Regions from separate parts of the Gossypium arboreum genome. Here region 2 is linked to region 1. Evidence: chromatin contacts called from public Hi-C data. All regions are on one chromosome and are shown on one strand. Each heading gives the region's core, a stretch centred on a gene start, on an enhancer-like site or on the middle of the called end of the contact. The rest is flanking DNA. Distances are from core to core; before and after follow the strand shown. Region 1 holds the start of LOC108484125 (serine/threonine-protein kinase EDR1-like). Region 2 holds the start of LOC108484064 (K(+) efflux antiporter 6).

Region 1 (2,700 bases), core at 162-2,661:
AATTTCTTTATAAAATATTCAAATTTAAACAAAACATTTGAATCAATTTAAGAGTGTGTCAACAATACATTGCTTTTAATTACTTTTGATAGCAAAAGCAAAGCTATTTCAAAGGTTTTTCCTATCCAAAACAATAAGCCAAATTAAGAAAATTAACTATATTAAATTAAGTTACACCTCAAATTATATTTTAGTCACTCATTTTTGAAATGTTACGTTTTATTTATTTATGTTATCGTTTTTTACGAAGTGGTCACTCTACCATTAAGCTTCGTTAGCTCCCTAACAGCAGTCCTACGTGGTAGTCCAAATTAAAATTATTTAATTAAAAATCTATTTTCATCTTAGCAACTGAATATCCAAGTTGATATTTAAAACTCATTTAGACTATCATAAGGAACTATCGTTAAAGAGGTAATAAAGTTTAACGGTAAAGTGACCACTTTATAATAAAACGATAACATAAGTGATTAAAACATAACATTTCAAACATAAGTGATTAAAATATAATATGAGATAAACAAAAGTGACTATTTTATAATTTACCCTTAAATCAAATATCATAGTTGGATACATGTGTGTTTGAATTCAATTAATTAAATAATTTATATATTCCAATCCATTAAATATTCTAAAGAGTGAATTTGTTATTTACATTGTATCATTGCGAATAGTAATTAGAATATCTAAATTTATTTGTATTAGATATTAGGATAAACTTCATTACAGGACACACAATTATGCTTAAGTTTCTTTTGTAGTCACTTAACTTTTAAAACTTTCAAAATAATCATTCAACTAATTAAATTTACTTATTTTAGTCTATTTTCATTAAGTTTGTGATAGAAGCAAACGGGTTAAATTGAAAAAATGCAATTGATTGGTCTCTAAAGTTTTTGTTCTCATATTTGACTTAATTAATTTAGTAACTTTGAAAATAAAATTTGTATTATTTAAAAACATTAAAATTTATATACTGTTGTAATAATAATAATAATTTATAGCGCCGCCCCTAAACGTAACCTAAAACAAAAATATGGGACCAAGCGTGGAGACACATGCCATTTTGTTTCCAAACTTGTTCTTCAAGTGAAGTCGCAATATTTACAAAGAACAGATTCCTTCTTAGAAACTTCTCAAACTCTCAAACCATAACTTCAACTTGGGTTTTTAAAATATATATTTGTTATTTTGGGTTGGCTAAGCCATCAACCGTTCATAGGTCAAAGGGTTGTTTATCGTAATAATTCTTCAACTTTCCTTTCACAAATAAATAAATAGATCATGTATGTAATTGATAGGTTGCACGAACGGATTGTTTCGTAAGTATATATATATATATATATATATATGCTTTTCACTTCTCAATTAAATATAGGTATTTCATTTATTGTACATGTGGTATCATTGTTATTTTATTAGTACTAATCTTATATTTTAGTTTAAATATGGATATGTTATATTTTAATTGTAAATAATAATATTTAAAATTTAGTCAACAATCTCTTGATTTGGTAGTCCCAAGAATATTATGTTATAAATATACGAATTTAGATTTAATCCCAGATAATTTCAATTTCTTTCTTCAATATATTTTAATCAACAATAAATTATATAAAAATAATTATTTTATGGGTGAGGATTTCAAGCTTTACATTTAGAATTGAAAGAGCAAGACATAAAAATGGAGGGAAAAGGTTATGTATAAATAGTACTATCAAGGGAAGAAGAAGTAGAATTAATTGATTAATTAATTATTAAATTTGAGAGTGTGTGTGTTGGAGGGAATGGGTGAGCGGTTAATTTAAAAGTCTTTTCAATTACGGGTAGCTTAGCGGAGAAGAGTACGCAGTTTAAGCGAATATGCTTTTAAACCAGTGGGCGTAGGTTAAGTCTGCAGATGGAATAATAGAAATAGAATAAGAAATTTAAAAAAAAAAAGAAACAATAACAAATTTTCAAAAAAGGAAAAAGAAAAAGAAATTTATAAAAGAAACGGAGAACGGGAAAAAAGTCGCCGTTGATGATCGATGCCGAAAATGAAGCATTTATTAAGGAAACTCCATATCGGCGGCGGTTTAAATGAGCACCAACGGTTGACGGAGATGCAGCCCGTGGTCAGCTCAAGTCCGAGTACGAATTCAACGGGACAAGAAACGGCGTCTTCCTTTTCTTCTTCTTCGGCGTCTTCTGTTGGTTCAGGTACATTGGGGAGAATCGGGGCCGTTGAATCGGCCGGGGGAGATCGGACGGCTGGTGACGAGGTGGATTTTAATTTATTGGAAGAAGAGTTTCAGATGCAGTTGGCTTTGGCGATCAGTGCCTCGGATCCCGAGACGGCTCATATCGACGCTGCTAAAAGATTTAGCGGAGCCGGCACTTTCGTGGAGTTACTCTCGCTTCGTTATTGGGTAATATATTCTTTCTTACTTTATATATTTAAAAACTTTATTATATCTTTCAGTTTTAGGTTATCGAAATTGCATTTCTTGTTTGAATTGGTTATGATATCTAAACGTGTTATATAATTTATGATTTTTTTTTCTTATGACATTTGTTTTCTTTTATTCATAAATTCTGATTGCATTTCATGTTTCCTTCTTATACAAATTGCTACTATGTTTATTTATTTATTTATTTGATTCCATTTTCATTTTCATTTGCATTTTAAACACGAGGAGTCCTCAACTGCGGATCACT
Region 2 (2,700 bases), core at 119-2,618, 240 kb after region 1:
AACTTTTACTACTTATAGTATTTAGTCCTTCTATCATAATTAATTACTAATTTGGCAAAATCACCTACTCAAAATTCCATTCACCTATAATTTACCTCCGTAAATATTTTACGGTTTATGGAAATGGTGTTTTGAAATCGCATTTTTCGACACCATTGACTTTCAGGTTGTTACAGCAATCAATCAGCAATTCGACTAGCAAAAAACCCAGTCTTTCATGCACGAATGAAGCATATAGAGGTACACTATCACTACACCCGAGAAAAAGTACTTAACGACGAGATTAAAATGACGCACATTAGTAATGAATAACAAGTCATCGATTTTTTTACCAAAGGACTTAGCAAAGCCAAGCTTGAAGAATTTCACAAACAACTCGACATGGCCTTAAGGGCAATAGTAAATGAGAGAATTCATTGATGGGGAGTGTTGATGTCATCTACTTCTGTCTCTCTTACTCGATCTTTCTATTTGTTTCTAGAGAAATTTAAAGTTTATCATCATCTTTAATCAAACTTATCTTTTAAGCTTAACCATATTAATTAATTTAATTAAAATAATAATATGCGCATGTATCTAGTTAAACCAACTAGGATAAACCAATGTAGGAAAACTATAAATAGGATAACATTTTTCATTTGTTGCATACATGAGCTGAGAATAAATAGTGAACTATAATCTCTCTTTAGAGTTTTGTTATATTTCATTTTTAGGCATCCAAGCTAGTTTTGTTTTCCTTTCAATTTAATCCCTTCTATAGAGTGTGCCTTGTATTTTCAAACACTTTTAAGCCCTTATCGCAACCCGTATCGCGACAAGGGCTTCAATATCACAACACCAAAGTTAGCTGGTGATGTCACAACGAGAAGCTTCCTAACGTTACAATGATGGACAACATTGTGATGACGTGAATGAGGACATGGCAACATGTTTCCCACAAACGCTGGGTTTCTTCTCTTAGTTAACCTCTCCTATATTTTCCTTGTTGAACTCTGATTAGTATAGGGTTATTTTAGTCATGTTAGCCCATGAATTTTACCCTATAAAAGAGGCCTTAATAACTCTAGAATTGATATTCTTCGTATCTTTTATCACATTAAATTTTAAAAGACCGATTAAGAGAGAGCTTTAAGGGATTTTCGTGTTTTAACCAGAGAGTTTTATTTTCGAGGTTTAGAGTTTGTTTTTTATTATCTCTATATTATACTTTTTCAAATTATTTGCTGATCTAGTGAAGTATTATTTGTCCGTATCCTCTTTATTGGAGGTGTTTTTCCAAGTAAATATTTATGTCTAATTTTTTTTATTTTTTTTATTTGTTGTTTATACAAGTCGATCTCAATAGCTCCCTTATTTTGTTTAAATTATTTTATATTTGCTACCTCAATTGCTTCAACACAGGTTGCGGAAGGCCTGGCTTTGAGGAGAGCTTTGTACTGGCTGCAAGATAATTGTTGTCAATTAAATGGTGTTATATAAAAAAAAAATGGAAACTTTATAACTTGCGGACAATATTATATTTTCGAAATCTTTGTAGTCTTAATTAATTACGACTAGTTGACTCCTGACCCGATCTGATGCTTTGTACTTACTTTACTCCCTTTTTCTGTTTACCGTTTCTTTTTCCCAGTCTTTCTACATCTACTTCAACTCCGTTTCCCCTCTGTTGCTTTTCTGTATATATATAAGTAATTTTTTCAATTTCAATCATTCACAACCAAAAATCCCTCTTCATAGTTCTCTATTTCCAATAATTTATCAGACACACATACACAAAAAGAGAACTCTTCAAGTTCTTAACTTCCGCCGGCCGCCGTTTCCAAATGTTGAGAAAATCGAACTCCTCCCTTGAAATCCTTACTTTCTGTTTCTTCGTTTCTCTTTTTTGTTTGGCTTCCTTTTCACTCGCTCAGCGACAACAAGAACAACTCGCTGAACCGGATCGGTTCGACGATGACGACGATGGAGGAAACGGTACCGTTTCGAATGCTTCCTCCATAGCTAAACCGAAGGACGGTACTTTTGCCGCTATTATCGATCGTGCTCTAGAGAAGGAGTTCACTGAGAACGAACAAAATGAAGGTTTGTTTCTTCTTCTTTTTTTCTCCCTCTGGTTTTGCTTAGATTAGGGTTTAGATTTCAAATCCATGAATCAAAGGCTTAGCAGTGAAGTATACAACTTAGTCATACATTATACTTGTTTACTTCAACTTTGCTTGTTCTTTATATGCTGTAGCAATTAATTCTTGTTATTTTTATTTATTTTCTAAGGTTTTTAAGCGGGATCTATTGGTAGGTTATGGTTTTTGTTATCAATGGATGGATAAGATCTTAAAGAATTAATGATAGTTTGTTTGCATAAATTCCCTGGAAATAGATTTGCTAATAGATTCTTCTTCTTTAAATTACAATTGTCAATTATGCTATAAATTCATCCTCATTTGCAGTGGATTATTCAACTTTGAAGGGGAAAAAAATCAATGTTTGAAAGGTTTCTAAAAATATTTAGCTCAAAATTAGACTGCCAGTGTTTCCTTAACGGTATAAACCGGATGGAAATTCAATTTCTGACTTTTTATCATGTTTCCTTTCTGTTGTTGGCAGTAAATGATGATGCTGGAAGTTTCAACAACAGTGTAGTAGAAAAGAAGGTTGGTGGTACTTATTCTTTTGAAAACTTTTCAGTTGGGAAAACTTGCT

The links. Hi-C and Micro-C count contacts between places; a contact is called where the count stands out from the background.
Region 2: a Hi-C map of leaf shows a contact between it and region 1, with 3 times the contacts expected there. The contact joins the promoter of LOC108484064 here to the promoter of LOC108484125 in region 1. A contact is called at or near these places in 2 of 5 Hi-C or Micro-C datasets (both in leaf).

The regions. Positions count from the first base shown.
Region 1 is chr6:109,360,089-109,362,788 of ASM2569848v2, forward strand. It overlaps LOC108484125 (serine/threonine-protein kinase EDR1-like), which reads left to right and starts at 1,412. Exons shown (of 13, transcript XM_017787795.2): 1 at 1,412-2,411. The coding sequence starts at 2,031.
Region 2 is chr6:109,601,216-109,603,915 of ASM2569848v2, forward strand. It overlaps LOC108484064 (K(+) efflux antiporter 6), which reads left to right and starts at 1,369. Exons shown (of 20, transcript XM_053029884.1): 1 at 1,369-2,082; 2 at 2,605-2,651. The coding sequence starts at 1,824.